Regions from separate parts of the Sus scrofa genome. Here region 1 is linked to region 2. Evidence: chromatin contacts called from public promoter capture Hi-C data. All regions are on one chromosome and are shown on one strand. Each heading gives the region's core, a stretch centred on a gene start, on an enhancer-like site or on the middle of the called end of the contact. The rest is flanking DNA. Distances are from core to core; before and after follow the strand shown.

Region 1 (5,297 bases), core at 835-3,334, 270 kb after region 2:
GCTGTGGTGTAGGTTACAAATGCGGCTCGGATCTGGCATTGCTGTGGCTGTGGCAGAGGCCAGCAGCTATAACTCTAATTTGACTCCTAGCCTGGGAACTTCCACATGCCGCAAGTACAGCCCTAAAACGCAAAAAACAACAAAACCCTATCATTCAAAAATCATTAAAGGTGAAAATAAATGGCATGTAATAATGTATGTTTTGGAAATATCACTGAAGGGGGCATTAGCTTAGAAGTACATTGGATTCAGGGGTCTGGCAACAAAGAAATCAGATGGAAGGCTTTTTCAGAAACCGTGTAAGAAATGATGATAGCCTGAACTAAGGCAGCAGCAGTGAGGAGAGAGGGCAGGTACAAGATGTGAGAAGTATTTAGAGTTTGGTGACAGCAGGGGCTAAGGAAGAGGGCGAAGTTGTAATTCCCTGGTTTCTGGCTGGGGCAAGTAGGTAGAGGATGATCCTACACAAAGACAGGAAGAAAAAGGTACATTTAAGGAAAAAGGATGACACGTTGAGATTGGGACAAGTTGAGTCCGAGATAATGGAGACAAGTCTAGTAGGCAGTTGTGTGCCAAGTCTGAGGTTTACTGGGAGCCATCTTGATACAATGAACACTCTAGAAGATTTTCTTATATAAAAAGAATTTAAAAACCATAATGTGAATGAGAAGGTGGAGTGAAGAGAAATACTTTGGACAGAATTTTTGAAAGCACCAACCCTTAAGGTATATATTGAGGAAAAGGAGCCAAAAAAAAAAAAAAAAAAAAAAAAAAGGACTGAGATACAAAGAAAAGAGTGGTCTATCCAGTCGACTCATTTTAATAAAATACAGCATCCACAACAGAGTTTAAGAGTAAAGTGACAAATACTCTATCTTTCCTCTTTCTAAACACTCTTAAAACACATCAAATGCACCCATGTTCCAGAGACTTTTCACTGCCTCCTTCTCCTCCTGGCAAAGTTCTCTCCTCATGTCCTATGGATTTCCCACCAAAACTCCTACTCACCCTTCAGCAGCAACAGCTGGAACAGGAGCCTGGTGTAAAACAAAGAATGCTGCCCACCATGCAGGTCTACAGAGACTGAGTCATTAGCCCCCCCAGTTGCAGACCTACGACACACCCTGAAAGGAAATCCAGGGGAAGATCAGGGAAGAGGCACTCCATGCTCTGGGAAAACAGGCCCTTAGAAAATTAGAAGTAGGAGTTCCCGTCCTGGTTCAGTGGTTAACGAATCTGACTAGGAACCATGAGGTTGCAGGTTCTATCCCTTACCTCGTTCAGTGGGTCAAGGATCCCGCCTTGCAGTGAGCTGTGGTGTAGGTCTCAGACCGACTGGGATCCTGCGTTGCTGTGGCTGTGGCGTAGGCCAGCGGCTCCAGCTCCAATTCAACCCTTAGCCTGGGAACCTCCATGTACCTCGGGTGCGGCCTTAGAAAAAGAAAAAAAAAAAGAAAATTAGAACTATTTCAAGACAAACTTTTTTAAAAACCTGGATTCTCCCATCTTCCCATACTTATCTAGGAGATGTAAGCTTGATTATAAGAACCTGCTCAGCCCAGTGTATATATGATTTTTCATATATACACTGGCCTCTTCCCCGCCTCTCCGACCAGTTCCTCAGAACTACCTGAGGGGCTGTCTCCAGGTCCACAGTCCTCGGTCAGACATGGGGTAAACAACTCACAGGTTTTTTCCACTGTGAGTTTTTTTCAAGGTGACATTGGGAAATTTCCCAAAGGAGCCCGCTTTGTGTCCCCTTATCCCTCCTCACAGCTCATCTGACGGAGGCTGCTGTGAGGAGCGCTATCTTCCTCATCTGGCGCGCTCGAGACTTGTGCGCCAGGTGTGTAGGACTGGGAAGGTGGTGCAGTCCTCTCATGGCTTCTCATGGGCTCCCAGTGAAATTCCTGGTTTCTCACCTTGTCTATCTCTCCTTCGTAAGCTTTCTCTGCGCTGTCTGGGCTACAGTTACACAGGGAAACTCTCTCCCGACAAACATTACGCAGCAAGCCTGTCATGCCAGTCAAACAGCGGGAACCCCCACTCAGCCTCCTCGGAACCCCTCCTACTTCCCGCGAGACCCCCGCCTCCTACTACAGCTCTAGCTCCGCCCACACTAGGCCACGCCCCTCACGTCCCAGGCCCGCCCCTTCACGTCCCCCGAAAACCTCTGCTCCGCACTCGCCCCGGCGCCGGCGGAGGTAGAAGAGCGCCACGCGCACGCTCCGCCCACATCGCCGACCCTCCCCGGGCCCTGCCGGATGTCCGCTTCTCGCTGCTCGCAGTCGGAGGACATGGCGAACCAGGTATCGCCTGCGGCTCCGCGGCTGGAGAAAGAGGGAGGGAAAGCATGGGGCAGAACCCGGCCGCCCGCTTCGGGGCGGCGCGGAGTTGGGCCAGACTGTAGAAGCTGAATCAGGGGCTCCGGCGAGCAGCTCTGCGGGAAGGAAGGGAGGGCGGGCGCTTTTTGTTCCTTACTTGAGAGGGTTTTGCCCTTTTTGGCGCAGCCGAAGCGGGGTGGGGGTGGAGAGGACGGGGGGGGGGGAGTCGATCCGTGTCCTGCAGGCCGTTTGGGAGCCTCTATGCTTTGCGTTCACAAAAATAAGTAACTAGCTCAAGGTCATACTTTTAGGTGGCACAGCTGCAGCCAGAGCCCATGCTCCTAACCCTGTGGTAGGTTGCGTGCTTTTCATGATAGTAGTTCATAATTGAGCTATTATTGTGGCACCAAGGAATGCATTTCGGGCCCTTTCAGTAACGCTGTGGAGCAGTTGGTCACCAGAGGGCCTTATACATACCCTCCTTTAATTTAATCCTCGTGTAGCACCTATGCACGATAGTATCCCATTATACAGACCAAGAGCTGAGCCTTAGAAGTTGGTCATGCCCAGTGGTCACACTAAGGACCACCAGGCTTCCGAACCCTGTGCACAAACTATTACAGGTTCTAGAAGTACACATAAGACAATAGGAAAGGCAGAAACATACAAACAACGTGATTAGTCGGTCTAAAGTGTCTGATTGTTTTATTGCTTGCAAACCAGGAATTTTCTAGAAAGATTTGGACTTGAATACAAATGGTAAATTCTGAGTGATTTTTCGGACCTAACAAACTGGCAGTTTATTTTCGTTATTACCAAGTGTCTTTAGAACATGTGAGAAATTATAATTCCTATGATAGTTCAAATATTGAAGTAGGGCAAGTTGCCTTTGGATTTAGAGTGGGGCTTCGTTTTGCTTAGAATTGTCTTAAAGGGAGTTCCTGGTGGTCTAGTGGTTAGGACTCAGTGCTTTCACTGCTGCAGCTGGGGTTCAGTTCCTTATCTGGGAACATATCCCATGTCAAGCCAAGCATCCAAAAAAGGGGGAGTGAGCTCCGAAAAAAACAAAAAGTCACATTGAAGGGAAAAGGTTAAACTCCTTTCAGATATATGTTGAAAGGGCAGAGGAGGGACATAAAACTTAGATTACGGATGACCTATTTAGTCTTGTTGCTTCACCTGTCTAGATTATGTGACTTCATTGTTTGTATTCTGAATTTTACCTTTGGGGTTTTGTTTGAGGTTTCTGGCACATGTTTTGCATTCTGTAGCACTTTGCGTCTCTCTAAATCACACTTTTTGTAATTACAGACTTTCACGTCTGTCTCCTGTAAACCAGTGCAACCTTTATCCTGTCACCATATTTCATAAGCATTATATGAACAAATCAAAACCTTTGTCATGGAGTTCCCGTCGTGGCGCAGTGGTTAACGAATCCGACTAGGAACCATGAGGTTGCGGGTTCGGTCCCTGCCCTTGCTCAGTGGGTTAACGATCCGGCGTTGCCGTGAGCTGTGGTGTAGGTTGCAGACGCGGCTCGGATCCTGCGTTGCTGTGCCTCTGGCGTAGGCCGGTGGCTACAGCTCCGATTCAACCCCTAGCCTGGGAACCTCCATATGCCGCGAGAGCGGCCCAAGAAATAGCAACAACAAGAACAACAACAACTAAAAAAAAAGACAAAAAAAGACAAAAAAAAAAAAAAAAAAAAAACCTTTGTCATTACACTTGATTCCCTGGTAAAGGAGGGAAGTACTGACTAGAATCTCTAAAGCAGGACTATACTATAGAAATACAAATATGGAGGACACGTGTAATTTTAACTTTTCTAGTAGCCACATTACCATGGCATTAAATTGGATTAAAATTTAACCCAGTACATTCAAAATACTATCTCAGCATGTAATCAGTATTTTTTTAAATATAATTGAAGTATATATATATATATTATTATATTAAGTCTTCAGAATCTGGGTATATTTTACCCTTACAGCTTATCTCCACTCACACTGGCTATTTTTCAAGGGCTTGATAGCCACACATGGCAGGTGGCTCCTGTACTGGATAGCACAGTTAAAGAGAGTAGATGTAGTTTTTTTTTAATTTTCCTGTTCTGGTACTCCTCCTTACACCATGCAGTTTTGCACTAAACCAGTATTACTTAAACCAGCTTGAGCAAAAGGGCACATGTGAAACATTCAGTTGCCTTGGACCCTATACCTACTACTAAATCAGATTCTCATGGAACCTGTGTTCTTAACTTGCTCCTGTTTGTGCACTGTAGAAGGTCATTAAATATTTGATGACTAGGGAGTTCACATTGTGGCTCAGGGGAAGCGAATCTGACTAGTATCCCTGAGGATGCAGGTTTGATGCCTTGGCCTTACTCAGTGGGTTAAGGATCTGGCAGGGCTGTGGCTGTGGCACAGGGCAGTGGCTATAGCTCCGATTTGACACCTAGCCTGGAAACCCAAATGCCCTAGGTGCTGCCCTAAAAAGAAAAAAAAAAAATGATGAATAGAATTCTTCATTGGTTATCTCAATTAAATCTTTTTAATGAACATTGTATATATGAAATAATCACATGTAAGGTAGTTCTCCATATCGCTTAGAGTTATGTGTTTCTTTGTGAATCTCTAATATACTTTCTAAAAATAGCACCATCAGCATTTAACTAATAAGTAGTGTGTTATTAGTTCAGAAGAACAAACAACTCGCTCTCTGTTTTCCCCATTTCAGGTCATCAAGTGCAAGGCTGCGGTTGCCTGGGAGGCTGGAAAGCCTCTCTCCATAGAGGAGATAGAGGTGGCACCCCCAAAGGCTCATGAAGTTCGAATTAAGGTAATGATACTCTAAGGCACTGGGAAAGAAGGCCTACAATCAGGTCTCTAGGTAGATGAGTCCTCTGAGGCCTGCAGAGGAGAAACCCTAAAGGATAGTGTCAGGGAGAAGGTATTGAAAGTCATCCAGCATAGC
Region 2 (5,578 bases), core at 624-3,123:
TACAATATAAATTTATTACATTTATATTTATTTAGCACTTTATCTTCACAAAGCCTCACGAGGATGCTATTATTATTATTATTATTATTATTATTATTAACATTCTTTGACAAATGAGGAAACCAAGGGATCAAAGGCTTTCATAACTTGGTCACACAGCTGGAAAATGGCTAAGTCAGGATTTGCACCCAGGGGTCTGGCTCAAACTCTCTGCTCTTATCTAAGAAGCTACCGTCTCTTCACTAAATCCCTAGTGCATAGAAAACTGACAGTACAATGTGACTGAGGGTGGGATGAAGAGGAAGTTGAACTAAAGAAAACATAAACATCAATTTTGCATTTAATGGCTCCTTAATGGCCCCCATAATCCTTACCCCACAGCCTTGTGATCTGTCCCAGGGCCTTGCCCACATGTCCTCCCCACCGCCCCCCAACACACAAAGCCCCCAGAGGGAACAGCACTGACTATGTTTCCAGTATTCTTGGTCCAGGTCCTACCCACCTTGTGAGGCCAGACAGGGTGGCTCTCCTACTGATGCTTCCAGTTGGTCTCCCAGTCAATGTAAGGATTATACAAAGAAGCCTCTAGAGAAGAGTCTTTCTTAGCTCCTCCTTCAGCTTTTGGTGCTCCAGATGTTCCTTCACTAGCTCCAACCTCTGCCTCTATTTTCATAGGGCCTTCTCTGTCTCTCTGAGTATCCCTGCTATGAGTTTCTTATGAGTTGTCATTGGATTTAGGACCTATCTGAATAATCCAGGATAATTTTATCAGGAAATCTTTGATTTAATTACATCTACAGCTAAGATCCTTTTTCCAAATAAGGTCACATTCACAGGTTCCAAGAGATTAGGGTATAAACATATCTCCTGTTGAATGGAGCCACCATTCAATCCAGTACAACATAACTGCAGGGTCATAGAGATTTTAAACAAGATACTCTGGCAAGGGAGTGAGTGTGTGTGTGTGTGTGTGTGTGTGTGTGTGTGTGTGTTTGGGTAAGAGTTAGAAGTAATCTTTGAGCCTATTTCTAGTGGTTCCAATTGAAACACAGCTGACATGAGCAAGTTTCCCAGCATCACACAGAGCCAGTGGCAGAGCTGGTACCACATATAGAAGAACTGAGAGAAATGCTACATCATCAGCCTGAGGATGCTGATGAAAGTCAGGGTTATATGAGTGAGCTATTTGTTTCCCATGCCTCTAGGCCCTCATCTGAATAAAAGGGGGGAAATGGAAATGCTTTTTGAGTGCCTTGGGAAATTTAGGATGGATGAAACTTCTTCAGATCACCAACCAACAAAACGGAAAAGGGGCGATGATACATTTACTTTTTCCAGCTTCTAGATCTACTTACTATCAACTCCCATCAAATGATCTCCCAAAAGGTGAGATCCACCTCTGTTAGAACTCAAAACCAAGTGTTTCTCAGTTGTTCTCCTGGCTCTGAGAAGAGAGATTTCATTCATTGGGAAAAGTTCATTTGATGTTTAACATTCATTAAAACAAAGGTTGAAAGAGCATTATCTGTCATTTGCATATTCACATTAGATATCAAGAGGTTAGGGTGATTGTTTCTGATTTTTTTTTTAATTAAGCAAAAATTACTATAGGGTATGAATAGACAAAGGAGGAAAATGAGCATTGGTGTGCCCTTTAAAAAACAGCTAATTACATAATATCCTGTCAAAAGGATATATCAGGATCGTTTTTGGTGGGTTTTTATTTTTTGGAGGGCAAGAAGGGATTCAGGATTGTTTTCAAACTGAGGTAGCCAATACAATTCTCTCCTGAAGTTTTTTTTTTTCCAGTTATAAGGCTAAGATGCCATATTCACCACTAGGTGGCGGCAACATGCTACACACAGACGTGGCTGTGCCTGTGTCAGCTGAGACAGGGAGGAACCTGAGTTCCTTTGGAGGCAGAAACTCTGGGGCCACTCAGTTTCCTAAACTAATAAACCCTTAAGAAGCTAAAACCTAATGAAGACTTATGTATAGCCCTTTCCATAAGATACTCCTGATAAATTGGAACATCTGCCGTAGCTTACTTCCATTAGTAGAACTGACTTTGTACATCTTAGCATGGCTATTTACTAGCAATGATCTGCAGTTTCCTCTTCATTAAAGTTGAACTATAAATACATCTAATTTTACATCCCAGGACAAGCAGAATGAACAATTAAAATAATTTCTACAAGGGAGTTCCCATTGTTGCTCAGTGATAACAAACCCAGCTCGTGTCCACGAGGATGCGGATTCAATCCCTGGGCTTGCTCAGTGGGTTAAGGATCCAGCATTGCCATGACCTATGCTGTAGGTTATGGACACGGCTCGGATCTGGTATTGCTGTCGCTGTGGTGTAAGCTGGCAGCTACAGCTCAGATTCGATCCCTAGCCTGGGAACTTCCTATGTGCCATGGGTGCAGCCTTAAAATTACAGAAAAAAATAAATAAGTAAATAAAATATTTCTACAAAAGTGCCTTACAAATTCAAATGCTAGGGAAATATGAGCTACCATTGGCCCTCAAGTTTTCATTTCAGGATGATATTTGGAAATATGATTCTCAATCCTAGGTGTACCAAAGAATTTCTTGAGGATTTTTTTTCCTGGGAGGCTTGTCAGAATCAACCCTCTGTGATAACTCAATAAATATTTACTGAGTGTGTGAATGAATGGATGAATGACTTAATACACAGGACAGGTTGATGAGAACAAAGGATACTGCCCAGAGACAGCATAGGAAAGCCCCTCATTGTCACAGCCACTGCACTCCCAGAAAAAGTTGCAGTTTGGGTAGTTGCAATAACCCTGAAGGACCTGAACACTAACAGACGACGTGCAGTAGATTGAGAATTTCCCCCAGAGAATTTATTAATATCTGGCACTAGGGCTATACCCACATTGAAAAAGCAGCTTTTACTTCTAACTGCTGGCTGGTCATCCTAAGGTAAATGTCACCATCCTAGTCCTAGGATTTTCTAAGTATTTGCTTTCTTTGAAGTTGGTAAGATTGGTCCTTGCATGGCTATGGACCAGAGGAGGGCCATAGGGCGTGGCGCAGGGTGACTTCTGCCTGGGATACTACCACTGCCCCTTGGGGTAGAGCTCCTAGTCCAGGCTGAATATCAGAAGTACCTGAGTAGCTCTCTAATTCTGGAGCTCTGAAATAGCTGTTTTTAAAAGACTTCCCTGGTGGGAGTTCCCGCTGTGGCTCAGCAGTAATGAACATGACTAGTGTCCATGAGAACATGGAGTCAATCCCTGGCCATGGCTGTCATTTATCACAGGTGTGGCTCAGATCCTGCATTGCTGTGGCTGTGGTATAGGCCAGCAGCTACAGCTCCAATTTGCCTCTAGCCTGGGAACTTCCATATGCCACATATGTGGCCCTAAAGGGGAAAAAAAAAAAGCCTGCCCTGATAGGTTGATGCAGAGCCAGAGTTATAAATAACAGCTGTGGAGCAGGGTCTCCAGCAAAGACTTGCTCTGTAGCCAGAGGGTGCTGACTGTTCCTCCAGCACCCTGCCCCTCTCCCTGATTCACACTGGATTCACACAAGGGTACCACCTTGACCTCAAATGTTGCAATACTGAAGGCAGACTTGACAGCTCAGCTGCTCATTTATGAGCAGCTGGGCATCCTTTTCTTATTATTGGCATAATAATAGTTAATATTAATTGAATAATTACATGCAGATAGGAAGTATTATTACTATTTCACAGATGAAAGAATTGACGCTTAGAGAGAAGTCTTATTTGGACCACAGAGCTTAAAAATGGTAGAGTTGTGACCAGAGCCCAATTCTTTGAAACCAAATTTTCTGTTCAGCCAAACCTCCTCCAGAATACATACTTTTGTTAGCTAGAATGGAACACCTCATAGAAGAACCTGGTTGATAACTATAACTATAACTATATATATATAAATCTAATGAAGTTTGGAAGCAATAATAGTGCAAGTGTAGTAACTATTGTCATTTCTAGCTCTAGCAGGAAACAGATGTTCTCTGCAAGCTAAATTATTGAGAAGAGTTTAATGGGTTATAAAGCTGTGGACGAATGGATAAATGGATGGGCATTTACATTGGTGACATTTGTGACTTATAGGGGATCCAGTTGAACTGAGTTTCCTAGACTCTGATTTGATTCAGTTCTTACCTTTCTCAGATGCCCAGTCAAGCTGCTCATATTGTGACTTTTGACACTGGAGAACTGTTCTGGCACTTACATCTTTCGGGTCCCTCCAGCTTCTGGAGGGAGGATCCACTCTCACTGTGACTTGGCTCTTTTCCAAGGCTTATTTGATTTGCTACTTGTTGAACGGGCCTCCTGTTTGCGTTTGGCAGGAACAGTTTCCTAGGAGGTATTAAAATGAAGTCTTGATACTCAGGATGGTCCTCATTGTGAGCCCTGGAATATCTAAAGCAAAAAACAGACAAAAATGAACAAAAAAAACACTTCATAAAAAATTTTTATCACAATTTTCTAAATCAACTATACTCCAATAAAAGTTATTTAAAATTTTTTAAATTTTTTGGTTAGCAGACTATCACTCAATTAAAATTTGTTAGCATTAAATTTAAAACTGGCTGATAGAACCTGTGATTTAATATCAGTGCTATTTTTGCCATATAAGAAGGTAGCAGCTCTTGGCTTTGTACTCTAAGAGATTTGTGAGTGAGTATTGCCTGGTGTGCTCCAGTCCCTGAATCTGTCTTGTGGGTCATCCTGGAAGGCCTTGAACAGCCTAACTTCTGCACAGTTGTCCCTTTCGATGTGACTGTGCTTCCTTGTCCCCTCCTGCCTGGGCTCCTGCTCCTGAGGGGACAGAACTACAACCTAACAGGCCACTATAGAATGTGCACCTGTCTTGCTGGGACCCACTTTCTGAGGGCCTATTCAGGACTCCCATACATAAACCCTCTTCATCCCTCCTTGCTGACCCTGCTTGAAAGAGACGTTGTGACATTTGCTCCCCCTTTTGGCTAGAGATCCCTCATGTATTAGTTTCCTAGGGCTACCCTAACAAATATCACATACTTGGTGGCTTAAAACAACAGACATATATTTTACAGACATATATTTTCTCACAGTTTTTGGAGGCCAGAAGTTCAAAATTGAAGTCTCAGCAGGATTGCATCCTTCTGGAGTCTCTGAGGCAGAATCTGTCCCAGCCTCTATCCCAGAACTCCTTGGCCTTCCTTGGCTGTGGTTGCTGCACTCCAATCCCTGTCTCTGTGGTCACAGAGCATGTCCTCTGTGTGTCCCTCTGTGTCCTGCCATAGCCTTTTTACATGGACACTGGTCATTAGATTTAGGCCTGCTCTGATCCAGTATGACCTCATATTAACTATTTACTTCATATCTGCAAAGACCCTATTTTCAGATAAGGTCATATTCTGAGGTGCTGGTGGACATGAATGTTAAGAGACAATATTCTATCCACTGCTTTCTGCCCAGCTAGATTTCAAAAGAGCATGAGGCAGCATTCAGTCTTGCTTAAGATTTTACCCATACCTTGATACCCCCCTATTATCTCTGTGTGACAGCTGATTTATCTAAAGAGAAAAGAACTAG

The links. Promoter capture Hi-C pulls out the DNA fragments that hold promoters and counts their contacts.
Region 1: a promoter capture Hi-C map of fetal liver shows a contact between it and region 2, with 2.7 times the contacts expected there. The contact joins the promoter of C8H4orf17 here to the enhancer-like site in region 2. A contact is called at or near these places in 2 of 5 promoter capture datasets (fetal liver and liver), 17 of 47 Hi-C or Micro-C datasets (brain, embryonic fibroblasts, fetal liver and 9 more) and 2 of 2 datasets of contacts at active chromatin or transcription factors (alveolar macrophages and skeletal muscle).

What each region holds. Positions count from the first base shown.
Region 1 is chr8:121,264,614-121,269,910 of Sscrofa11.1, forward strand. C8H4orf17 reads right to left here and starts at 2,085. Exons shown (of 17, transcript XM_021101734.1): 1 at 1,923-2,085; 2 at 1,276-1,431. It overlaps ADH5 (alcohol dehydrogenase 5 (class III), chi polypeptide), which reads left to right and starts at 2,181. Exons shown (of 9, transcript NM_001244833.1): 1 at 2,181-2,309; 2 at 5,061-5,162. The coding sequence starts at 2,265.
Region 2 is chr8:120,992,523-120,998,100 of Sscrofa11.1, forward strand. It overlaps C8H4orf17, which reads right to left. Exons shown (of 17, transcript XM_021101734.1): 6 at 4,160-4,420. Among named protein-coding and RNA genes, the nearest start is that of ADH1C, 94 kb to the right of the region's middle. Within about 2 kb of position 1,874, at least 5 of the 83 cell types and tissues checked have an H3K27ac peak or open chromatin away from gene starts, as enhancers often do. A contact at or near this core is called in fetal liver, liver and omental adipose tissue, where this site is marked.